2 separate regions of the Drosophila melanogaster genome follow, and region 1 is linked to region 2. Evidence: chromatin contacts called from public Hi-C data. All regions are on one chromosome and are shown on one strand. The core of a region is the stretch at or near the end of the contact, and the rest is flanking DNA. Distances in the headings are between cores, read along the strand shown.

Region 1 (6,115 bases), core at 1,406-3,905, 4.5 Mb before region 2:
CAGCGTGCCGATAATATTGCACGATGGACTGAGAATATCGTTCCACGAAAGACCAGATCACAATCGGTGCACAAGTTCTTCTCATAGATGGCAGCCAGGTCCTGCTTAAACGTTGCCGCCGGCGGTCGTGCCAGTTCAGCTTGCACCTGGAAAATGGGAATTGAACGGAAGGGAAGTGATTAACATGGGCGCACGGATTGTGTTCGATTTTCGTTTTGCTAACCGACAAATCCCTCAGAGCCGACAATGCCTCGAACTCCTCGCACAGAGCTGCCAGTTCCACGGGTGCCCAATCGGATACAAAGTCGCGCAGGACGCGAGCGTGATCACAGGCTTTCGAGGAGCGCCGTCGTCGTATGAACTTGCGTTTGAGTGTCGCAAAGCCGGTGGCACGCTTCCGTCGCTGATCCCGATGGTAGTGAGCGCCACTGATGACAATGCCCGGAGCTGCACCTGCATTCCCACTGGGGCCGCAACTACTGCTGCTTCCGAAAGCACCCGAGCATCCACCGCCACCTCCTGGAATCTCCCCCATGCCCGGGGGCATAGCCGATAGGTTCCCATTCGAGTTGCTGGCATTGCTATTGGCTCCGCTGCCCGACGAGGCCGCCGTGAGATAGCTGCTGCTCGACGTGTTGGCTCCCATTTTGAGTGTAGTGCCAGGTTCAGATGCCAAATACTAAACTGTCTGCGGTACTTGGTGTAGGTGCTTCTATGCAGGACACGCACAGTGGGTAATATCTTTAAATTTCATGCTTCTAATGCCTGTATATACGGTTTTTAGCAGCGCGTTAATAACAACCTGGTTCTGAAAAAAAGCGATCTATAAGATACAACATAGCAACTATATAATTTATTTGTTCGTTACCTTTTTGTGCAAGGATTCTTTCAGCATTTTATAAATTCAGCTTTGGGAACTCCTTGAACCCTTAACAAAAAAGTATTTTCTCGTGAACATGATGACACCAGACAGATCTTTCTGAAATTAAGATAAAAACAAATTTAGTAACATATTTTTAAAGAAAAAAGAAAATAATATTGTTAATATCAAAGTAACTATATTATCATTCTTTTCTAGCTAAAAAAAAAAACAATAGGTTTCCTATAAACATCAATGTTAATCTTGTTGCTGCTAACATTTTAATGTTATGTTATCGAAAAACAAAAGTTAACAGTTGTTTCAAGTTGTGGCCACGCCTTTTCCGCCCCCTCACATGTAAAAAACTCGCAGGACATGCATTTTTAATGTTTTTGGAGAGAATCTCTTGTTAATTTTAGTTTTTCATATACCTTATTTAAATAACCAGTACAAACCTGTGCTATTGCATTCAGTCTTCGAGATCCAATTGTTTACTGTTTTTGATAAGAAGCCAACCGATTGGCCAGCTTAAAATCCTAGAGCCCCCAAAAGTTATTCATGTTTGCAGGAAAGTTTAGCCTTGAAAAATTTGTTTCGAGCCTAAATAATGTTGTTTATCTGGAAGATATTGTTTTAAAAGATATAAATTAGCACACACATGCACGCATACATGGCAACATATCGACAAAATAAACAACGAAAAGTGGGACCATTATATTATGTACATACATAGATTTTTGAGTAGGTGCTACATTGACCCACATATGTATGTATATATTTGAAACTAAATGGGACATTCCCACTTAGAAAAATAAGAAAATCACATTTTAAAGCTGTAACAGCAAGCATTTGCTTTGCATTTGAAGGGAATTTGTTAAGCAAAAGTAGAAATATTATGAATCTTTTTACAAACTTCCACTGTTACATTTTTGAAACCATTAAAAGCAAGCACTTTACATTCTAATATTTCGTTTCTCTTAAATCCACAAAATACATACACACATATATACTCTTATGTACACACGAAGTTGCCAATACGACAGTGCCATATGTACATATGTATATGTATGTATAAACAGTTCACATCTGCAGCCAAATACACATTCTTACAAGACTTTTTCCAGCATTTTTAACCGCTATTTAAATTGGACTATATTTTCCAAAACTCATTCATGAACAACATTGAAATGTTAAAATTACATGCACAAAAATAGATGAGCATATGTATAGAGAAACGCACTGTTGCACATGTGCAACTGAACATCTATTAAAATTTCTATACATGTGTACAATTTGCATTGAAAAACATTACAAGTTACGGTATAATGTTAACAAAGATATTCGAAATGTTTAGCCACCGTTTATAAATATTAATTATTAAAGCGTCCGCACGTATATCTCCAACATACATACATATGTATATACCAATATGTATACAGATTTATGTTCACTACGCACATACGTAAGATGTGAACTCGAGATGATTTTACCCGATGCACTTATGTTTCATTATATTTCGTTGGGGAAAATGTGTACCACACACACACTGCACAATCGTTAAATTCGCTCGGAAAACATACTCTTTGTTCGCCCCGTCAGTTTTACACAAGTTATGGCGTTTTCACTCGGTAACTTTCATTTACATTCATCAAGAACCAGAAGTCTTGAACTCTTATGCTGATTTGTGTCCGTTTGTTGCTACTGCATGTTGAATAATTCACATTTTATTTTAAGGTTTCATCAATTGATTATTTTATTTACATGCCAGTATTAAAATGTTCTGAAAATTAGTGTGCCCGTGTGAGAAAATTAATCGAAAAGACGGTATAGCAAGCGATTAAATATCGATAACGATATAATGGTGAAGTGCTGTTGAAATGATGCAGTCAACCAAAATATTTGATTATATTTGCCAATTATGCAAATATAAATCGGCAGAGAAACATTATTTTCTCAGAAATGTATCCAAAAAGCCAGGCTTACACAGACAATATGCCACCGTTAGTCTCTCCAAATATCGATAACTTCTGTTTATACATTGCTTCAACTGAAGGGTTTAAGGTCGCTCTTATCGAAATCTGTAAAAGCCCGATTTTTGCCGATAACAATACCATAGAATCAGGCTCATTTAAAATTATTTGAAAACTTTAACAAGTTATGTAATCATTCAAAAACCAATCGACTTAAAAAAAATATCGACACATTTCTGTTATATATATATTACTTCCAAATATAGCAAATGAAAAAAACAATTTAAAGTAATACTCATACTATTTTAGGTATTTCAACGGTTTATACCAAATAAAAAGGCAAAAATAAATATTTAAATGCTTATGAGTCGGCATTTTTAAAACTACACACAGAGTGAAACTTTATTCAACAACAGTAAACATATTTATGTGTATAATGGATGTATTATATTAATAATTTTCCAATGTGGCTGGTAATTGAAGAGCGAAAACAGTAGCATTTCAGAGCATAGCGCATATGTATGTAGGTGATGCTCCACCGGGGAGCAATATATATATAAGTTATGTGATGCCATTTTCAGGCCGTTTCTGAAGTGTCTCACCCCATTCTACCGCGCCCTAATCTTTAACTTTTACGTAGAGTGTGGGTGGGTAGTGTTCTTGGTGTTCCACATTTAATCCTTGCTCTGCATGTACTTGATCAGGTCGATGACGCGGTTGGAGTAGCCAAACTCGTTGTCGTACCAAGAGATCAGCTTCACGAACTTGTCGTTTAGCGAAATGCCAGCCTTGGCATCGAACACCGACGAGTGGGTGTCGCTGAGGAAATCGGTAGAAACGACCTCCTCATCGGTGTATCCCAGGATACCCTTCAGGGGTCCGTTGGCGGCCTCCTGAACCTTGGCCTTAATTTCATCATAGGACGCACCCTTGCCCAAGCGCACGGTCAAATCGACCACGGAAACGTTGGGAGTGGGCACACGGAATGCCATTCCGGTGAGCTTACCGTTGAGGGCGGGGATAACCTTGCCCACGGCCTTGGCAGCTCCAGTGGAAGCTGGAATGATGTTCTGGGCAGCGCCACGTCCATCACGCCACAACTTGCCGGAAGGTCCATCGACGGTCTTCTGGGTAGCGGTGGTGGCATGAACGGTGGTCATCAGACCCTCGACGATCTCGAAGTTGTCGTTGATCACCTTGGCCAGAGGAGCCAAGCAGTTGGTGGTGCACGATGCGTTGGAGACCACCTTCATGTCGGGCTTGTAGGCATCCAAGTTGACGCCGCAAACGAACATGGGAGCATCGGCGGATGGGGCCGAGATGATAACCTTCTTGGCACCGCCCTTCAAGTGAGTGGATGCCTTGTCGATGGTGGTGAACACGCCAGTGGACTCCACGATGTATTCGGCACCAGCGCTGGCCCAGTTGATGTTGGCCGGGTCGCGTTCGCTGAAGACGGTGATCTTCTGGCCGTTGACCACCAGGAAACCGCCCTCGGCGGCAACGGTGCCCTTAAAACGTCCGTGGGTCGAATCGAACTTGAACAGGTAGACCATGTAGTTCACATCGATGAAGGGATCGTTGACGGCCACAACGTTGGCGCCCTTATCAATGGCGGCGCGGAGAACCAAGCGGCCGATGCGACCAAATCCATTGATACCAATCTTCGACATGGTTAACTTTTTGTTTATCTGGAAAGTAATGTATGTATATGTAAAGCAGTTAGTACTTGGAAAGTTTTCCGCGGAATTGAGGGAAACACTACCTATCGGCTTGCTTGCAAGGAATCGACTGTGATGGCTGAGAAATTTTGAGCGCTTTCTATGGGCGAAAACTCGGGCGAAAAATTGTTCAAAGTCAGATGAAGGACGTGCATGTCAAGCTCGAGAGCGGCTACCGCAATAAAAAAGAGCTTTTGCTCTCAGTAACGTGAAAGCTCAATGCTACCCAATAGACTTTTTGCAAGCATCATTATATGAATATAATAAGTAGATATGTACATAAGATACGCTTAACTTTAAAAACTTCTGATCTTAGACAGTTAAAGTGACCTATAAAGTATATGGATTTTTTAATTTATACGGACAAATGTTTATTGGGATATTTTTATGGCCATTTCACCTGCTCAATTTTGTTGACGGAAGTTGAGCTTTCTTGTGAGCTTAGTTGCCGGCAATTACATACGTGCATATATAGGCACACGAAACATACACATATATGAGCACGTCTGATGAACATCAATTGGTTATATTGTACATAAATATGTACATAAGTAAATGCAAATGGAAAAATCCTAACATCCCCACATAAATACATATTCATCAATTTCATTAATATTAAAATTTAGAGGTCATATTCTGAGCAAATTGAAGTTTCGCCGGTACGTGACATTAATCTGTACAATACATGTACATATGTACAAAGATACATATACATGTAAATATGTATATATCTTCTATGCATAACTACAATATTAGATGAAATAATTGTCTAAGTAATTAAATTATCCGTTTTGATGATTTCATTTAAGCAATTGTGCTGTTGTCATCCCATTGTTAAAATGAAAAACACCTGACAGCTCAAGTAGGCATCCAAATTTCATGAATTTTAAACGCTAATGGTAATAAATAGTGTTAGTCACAAAATTCCATGTACCCATAACAACGAAATTGTATAACTTTATGATGAAAACTAAGTGAATGTGACCTTTTGAGTCACGCAGAATTCATTTACCTTTTTTTATTATATATAAACATGTATATACATATGTTCTTAAAATCAGCAGATCCCGTTTATATAAATATTAAAACATATGTATACGAACGATATATAATCAAAATCAATTAATTTGGGAGTATTTTATTCATACAATCATTTGTAGTAAAAAAAAAGGTATCTGCAAATTAATCATTTCTCCTTCCCCAAACTGAATAATCGATATTGTAATCATTTAACATTCTTTTTATTCTTTTCATTCTTTTTATATATTTATCGATTTGTTTTCAGTGCAACCCTTAATTATGAACATAGCAGTGAAAATTCAAATAAGCGCGCCAACATTAAAATGTTGAAATATGCAATTTGACAAGAACTCAACATTTCTGTTGCCTTATCTTTTACATTTTATAAATTATTTCTCGAATAAGTATTAAATATTTTAGTGCGTCATGTTTATTTATTAATACTTGGGCTGGGCAAAAAAGTTCGTTCCTTTTCAGTGAGTCATCGGTTTTACTGATAAGCAAACATTTCACTTGTTTTTTAACCTCTCATCTTTATATTGTTG
Region 2 (6,903 bases), core at 3,669-6,168:
GTTTTATTTAAGCTACACCAACTTGTTTCCGCTTCAAGTGCAATGCAAGTTGAGTTCAGTTTTTCCACTTTTATTCCATAGATCTATTGAAAATTCCTGTCGCTGGGAATACTCCGGTGTTATAGCTATATTATACACGATTTTCTTAACTATATAGTACACACACACAATCGCACACACACACACATACACACACGCAGGCTGATGATACATACATACATACATATATGTAAATCGTATTTCATTCTACTGTTGCATTAAAAAAGGTACAAAAATGATATACCTAATGGAAAACTAGCGACATAATTGCTTAATGTGCCTACATTTATGCTAAAAGGAAAGCGGATGAAAGAAGGGAAAGTGGTCAAGTGGCATGTGCCTCCTTCGAGGAGACACTCTGCATGCATATACAAAACATTTAGCTGGAGGATGCAGTTCCTCTTTGTTCGCTGCTTAACTCAAGTGCTTAGTCATATCTAAAGGGCTAATCGAATCACTCATACTCGAGCCACAGCTCGTCCGGATCGCAATCAACTCGAAGGCAAAAGTTCTGGGTAGGCATTTACAAAGTGAGATATATGCATATATGGCGCTGCCATGAAGTACTGTCATCAAGTACATGGAACAAAGTCTGTTTTGTATGGCCAGGACCAAGCTCAATCTGTTAATCTCTCTATGCGCTAAACGATCATGGATCACTCCTCCTTCCGCCGTACGCGTCGCCTAAACGTGGGCAGTCGATCCAGCAGAGCCAGCAGGATGCTGCCGGGCAGTCGCTGGTGTTGATTGATCAGATCCTCGATAGCCGTAGCCACCTGCACAAAGTTAAAAGAGCAGCGCATTAGCCAGGCAATAGATGTATATGAACCGAGAGTCACCTTGATTTGCAGATCCTGCGGGGTTAGGTTCTCATCGTAGGGTATAGGCTTGCCCAGATACGTCCGAAACTTGACGGGAAAGCCACCGTAGATGGGATACACCGGTATGCGCACCTTATTGTACAGTCGCATGAAGAACGTCCGAAAGATGCCCACCTGACGGAAGCCCTCGCGCAGATTCTGCGTAAAGCAGGGAATGATGGGCGCCTTTGCCTCGATGGCCACCTTGGCGAAACCGACACGATTGCGCCACAACAGCTCGTAGTAGTGATCACCGAACTGTGCCTCATAAACGCCGCCCGGCGAAATGGCCAGCAGATTGCCATCCCGCAAAATGCTAACGCACGACTGCACCGTGCCGGGACTGACGTGGAATGCCTCAGAGATGGTGCCCCAGCCGGGCAGCTTGAACAGAAATCGATCGCCGATCGTGTAGATCAAACGCTCGCGCTGCAGCAACATTCGCGAATTCAAGTAGTACATATCGATGGGTATGGCGCCATGATAGTAGACAATCAGCGCCGGTCCCTCCTGTGGCACATTCTCCAATCCGATCACCTCGTAGCCATGATAGATCCGAGCATGTGCATCCCAAATGGCGGCCACTATCTTGCGGCCCACTCGCCAAAAATTGCGATCGCCCTGCACGGCGCGCATTATTACCTGCCTGGAAGATACAAGGTGGTTAACTATATTAAACAATTACGCATGATATAATATATAAATCTTTGGTTTTTTGGTATCTGAAGTATCTGAACTTAAGGCCTGGCATAAACACTTGGTTAACTGCGTGATACGTGTATCAAATGCACACAGTAGATGCCTGATATTTCAGGAATATATTATTCCCATATTCTAAAAGCCGATCGAGGGCGAAAACTAAAGTTCGAGAAGGTCATTCAGGTTTCGGCCAGCTCGCCTAATTGATTTGGCAGTCGTTGTCGGAACAAGCGGGCACTGATAATTATGTTTAAATTTAGTTTGCCTGTCCGCAGGTGTTATCAGCACAAGATGGTCGTGTCTCTCCATATCAAAGAACTTATAAATCAATATACATGCATATATGTACGTACATATGTATAAACACATATTTATATAAACAGAATTCGGCTCACCTTGGCAGAAAAAACTGCGTTTAGTGGGCCGCTGATAACAGAGTTCATTCACGAATCTTTTGGCCCCTTGGCGACCAAAACAATGTCGCTGGGGAATCGCAAAGAATCCCCAGTCATTTCAGGCAATTAATAATATACATATATATATATATATATAAATATATATAAAAGATATTGCATTACTTTGGTGTTTTAAGTAGCTAATCTCTAAATGCCATTGCTTTCTACGGATATCAAGGCCGCCGTTGGGCAATTTCGTAACTCTTAAAACGATGGGATAATTATCATGCGATAAGCACGACACATTAAAAAAAAAGAGAGAACATCGTTTATGCATCGTCAAGTTTTTATCTCAGAACTTGTCCAAGTGGAGCGATTGAACCAGCGGCAAAAAGAGCTCCAACAGCTAATTGCATTCGATTCAATGTGGCTCCATAATTCCCGTGATTACGCCCCATATCCCCATGAGGAAAGAGCGGCAGAGGGGAGGGGGTGGTCCACTGATAGCCACCGGTACAGTAAAGCCTGTCGGTTCAACAATACAATGCCTGGCGTGTTTTGGTTTCTAATCGAATCGTACTCACAAAAAGAAGGGCATTTTTCACTGCGTATAACATAGCTAGTATAGTAAAATTGGGCACTACAAATTGTATCTTTGCACTAGTTTAGCTTAAAATAATAATAATAATATATATTATACTTCTTTTTCATGCACGAATGTTTTAAATAAGCAAATTATCATAAAAATATTTCTCTTATAAAATGTATCCATTGAGAACATATAGAAATGTGTATATACATATATTATATGATTGTAATGCATTTTTTAAGCCCAAGTTCGTCATAAAATATAATCTTGTTTGAGCAACGAATTAGCGTCGTGAAATCATGTACTAAATTCCTAACCAAACAGAAGTCGAATATATGTACATATGTATTTATTAGCCCTCTTGAACTTGGAACTGATATCGAAATCGAGCTAATGCAACGACTTTTCTCCGTGTGCAGCCAGCCCGTGAGCTGCAGAATTCGCTGGCCAATTTAGTTCTAGCCATTAGGGCTTCGCGGCTAATTAGCATGGCCAACCGGTTGGGCATTAGAGAGTTGGAAATGTAGAATAAATAGAAGCACGCCAACACAGGCCAGTTCAAGTATATATTTGAGTATATATACATACATATATGTATATTTATAAGCCGAGTAAAAGTTGGCCGAGTCGATCACCTGCCGTTCGACTTGGCTTTTCATTTTCAGTATCGGTGCAATGGTCGAGGGTGTAATGTTCTTCAGGGGTCAGTGTAGTCAGTGCAGCCCAACTTGGCTATATTCCAACTATATATACTATCTAGATGAATATAATTCAAATATATTACTATCTGGTACACATATCAATCCTTTTTTTTAGATCGATAACAGCAGTTTTTACAACTGAAATCTAAGAACTCAAGTAATTGCTTTAGTTTCAAAAACTTTTTCGAGCTAGAAACACATGTAGATTATGCTTATCGTATTAATTTACTTAATTTGCAGAAAACGATCAATTATTGCTGAGCACTTTTTTTAATGCCCATAATTTCGATGATTCAACACATATTCACGGTTTGTCAAAATGTTAATTTCAGCGTTTTGGGAAACAGCTGCATCATAAGTTCCCTTAAAAACAGTGAAAACTAAGTTTATTGGACTATATTACGTTTTCTGTTTGCCTTATAGAGTGTCCACTGTATTCCCGTGCTTTGTTTTATCTAGCTTTTTTTGTTGGCAACACTGGCTGCCCAACTCTCTCCCACTCTACGCCCCTTCCTTACAACGCCATCTCTTTTTATGTTCCCTTTTAATTACAGGTGCAGAGCGGGACGGAAGACGCCGGCCAAAGGGGGAAGGGGTGCGTGGTAAGGGTGAGTGGGGGAAACTTGGCTCCAAAAGTGCGCGATCAGCATGAGAGAGTTCATTAACAGTTGCAATTGAGCCCGCGAAGCACACTGTAATTGTTGTAATTCCAATTTCCCACCCAACTTATACGCAGCTTTCCAACATTTCCATTTCGCTTACCTGTGCAGCTTGTAGATGAATAGCACCAGGAACGAAATGTAGATGAGGGCCACGAAGACCAGCGGCAGCAGAAAGGTGACAATCAGGGGGGTGAGGAAGCGATATAGCCATAGCGAATAGTCCAGATCGATGTAGGAGGCTAGAATCACAAGGTATGCAGTTGGTGGAGGGGCATTTGTTATGTATGTATGTATGTACATAGGTCAGCGGTGCGCCTTATCGGGCGCCAAATATTCGATATTACTCACACAACAGGGAGTGCAGCGTTTTGTACAGGTTCTCCAGAAATTCCATTGTCAGGCGCTGCTCCACCTCATTTGTTGTTCTTGCGCGAAAAGAGAAGCGACCGCCCACCACAACAAAAACACAAAAAAAAACGGTAGAAAAAAGAAGGGAAAATACGACAGAACAAAAAAAAAAAAAAAAAAAACAAATCGGTTTGGCCTGATTTTGTACACTTTCTTCGGCTCGCTTTGCGCTTTTCGAATTCTTTTCGCTTCCTCCTGCTTGGCGATTCTTTTAAATGGTCATCGTATAGTGCGTTTCATTTGAATCAGTATTTAGTATTTGCGCGGCTTGAAATGCATTTTATTTGCATGTTATTTGCTATTGTTATTGTTATTGTCAGTCGAGACTGTTTGCTGGTTTGTTTGTTGTGATTTTCCTAGCACAATGTAAACAATTCGCGGCGCTGCGCTCCACTCGGCTCACACGCAGTAGAGACAACCGACACCGTTCGCAGTCAGAAACATTGTGATCGCGCCGCGCTTTTTTTTGGTTAATAATACTACAAAGTAGCGATTCTTTTATTGTTGTTCCTTCATTCCATTTCGTTTGCTTTTCTGTTGCTCATCTACGTTCTTTGCACCTGGCAACGCCGGCCCAGCTGTTCTGGCTGCAGTCGTTGCCAGACTTTGGTTCTTGGCACCCAGAACAGAACAGTGATGCTCTCTTGGCTAATCACACCTGTTTCTAGCCGGTCAAGGAAGTTCGAGGAAAAACAAAGTTGTTAGTATACTGCATATTATGAATGGCAAGTTCCCAATTAGAATACAACCGCCAACTTGAATTTGAACATTCGCTTATTGGTTTGTATCGATTGAGTGCTATCGGTAATTGCCGGGTGCCGTGGCACCATCGATAGTACCGCCAGTGAGCAGACAGTTGTGCCAGCACTAGCACTTATCGACATTAAATCGGAAGTCGCATTGCAATCGCATGCAATTTGTTTTGTTATTAATTTTCCAAATAATCTCGGGCCTGGTGCTGCTGCCAATTGTGATTCACTACGTCTATTACATAATAAATGCGATTGCCGGCGATCTGTGCGAGCAGAAGAGAGCGCAAAGAGAGCAGCAGCTGCAAAGGAGCCCCACTCCGCGCCACCAAAACCGCCACCCCCCGCATCCGCCACCCACCGAAGAGGAGCCTGTGCTTTCCATAAACAATTTGACAAATTCTAGTCGCTCTCCGACAGCAGCAGCAACAACAACTGCAATGCAAACAAACGATGACGCCAAGTTTATAAAAAAGTGCGTATGTATGGGATTAGATCGTGCGTGCGTGCGTGTGTGTGTTTGTTTGTTTTCATGTGTGGGTGTACAAGTGGCCGAAGAACAAAAGAAATAGCTAAAGCACTCGTCATGCGTCAGAAAGAGAGCCACAATCACCTGGCGCTCTCTATTGATTTTCCACTTTGCGTTCACGCTTCCTCCTTTTGTTTTTTGTTATTTGCAACCGTTAATCGTTATTCGTTATTCGTTGGGTTCTTAACTTTTTTGTTCGTTTTATTAAAACAAAAGCACAAGTTAAGCCAGGCTCAAAAAAAGAATTGGATTGAAAAATCTATTACCTCATTACGCATTGAACCGCATAATTTATGATTGATCCAACAATTTGTCTCGCTCTCAATCCAAAACAAATGCAACGACAACAACAAACAAACAAACAACGAAGGAGGTGGAAAGGCGGATCCATTGAACCGCATCCCACGGATAAGGCGCTGATTGTCAACTACCAACTGGAGGCCACCGTCTTCGGGGAGCCCAACAATCCGATGATCGAGGAAAAGAAGGTAAGAACGCACGGTTACACATCGCTGCACTGGGAGAAAATGCTAGTAGATATTAGAAAATTAAAATAGGACCAGCATTATTGGTATCAAAGATGTTGATAGGGAAAGAATATAATAACAACAATATGCGAACATCTGTAACTTAGTTCTTAACTATGTTAGGTTCATAAAAAAAAAGGAAACAAAGTTGATCCTTAATCGAATAGGTTGAAAAATTGATCTAGATGTGTACACATACATATATTGCTTATTAGTTTAAATACTAGCAGTCATTGTTCTACAAAAACATCCGAATGAGTACTTAAAAAAGCTACTTCTGTTTCTTCCGGTGTGCCCCGAAAAGGGTTAAGGGGCGGGGGGCAGAAGCTGACATTGAGCGGCCCAATCGATAGCGCAACAACAACGGGGTCGATGACGGCCTGCGCTCCAAGTAGTGAGTGAAAAATGTAAAACCACAGCAACAAAAAAAAAAAGATACCCAAAAGCGGTTGGTTGGCCGGGTCTTTAACCTCAATTCACGTTTTTTGGCCGAGCGACAAGCTTATTTTTCGCCGATTGTTCACGACCATAAATATGTACTACATAAGTAAGTCTCTTATGTTTTGCTCTTGGCCATAAATATTGGCGACCAAAAAAGTTTTCAGCTTAGATGCGAAGTGGTTAATTGCCCTGAAGTGGTCCTAAACTAGTTCCTCAATCCTAATAATTACTCTATGTTTATAAATAGCAAAATAACAGCAAAAACAATTAGCCTAATAGTACATTATTTCAGTCGTTAACTAAT

The links. Hi-C and Micro-C count contacts between places; a contact is called where the count stands out from the background.
Region 1: a contact with region 2 is called in a Hi-C map of the Kc167 cell line, with 2.6 times the contacts expected there. The contact joins the promoter of CG16952 here to the promoter of CG34348 in region 2. A contact is called at or near these places in 3 of 107 Hi-C or Micro-C datasets (the D17-c3 cell line and the Kc167 cell line).

What each region holds. Positions count from the first base shown.
Region 1 is chrX:15,866,723-15,872,837 of dm6, reverse strand. CG16952 reads right to left here and starts at 2,655. Exons shown (of 6, transcript NM_001298375.1): 1 at 2,350-2,655; 2 at 1,315-1,477; 3 at 869-979; 4 at 224-808; 5 at 1-146. The coding sequence starts at 646. Gapdh2 (Glyceraldehyde 3 phosphate dehydrogenase 2) reads right to left here and starts at 4,693. Exons shown (of 2, transcript NM_080714.4): 1 at 4,595-4,693; 2 at 3,177-4,520. The coding sequence starts at 4,502. The coding sequence ends at 3,504.
Region 2 is chrX:11,337,888-11,344,790 of dm6, reverse strand. It overlaps CG34348, which reads right to left and starts at 4,918. Exons shown (of 4, transcript NM_001103484.3): 1 at 4,294-4,918; 2 at 4,046-4,184; 3 at 879-1,545; 4 at 57-815. The coding sequence starts at 4,339. The coding sequence ends at 696. Kap3 (Kinesin associated protein 3) reads left to right here and starts at 4,707. Exons shown (of 10, transcript NM_001103480.2): 1 at 4,707-5,053; 2 at 5,381-5,577; 3 at 6,002-6,119. The coding sequence starts at 5,543. It overlaps GCS1 (Glucosidase 1), which reads left to right. Exons shown (of 2, transcript NM_132479.3): 2 at 1-285.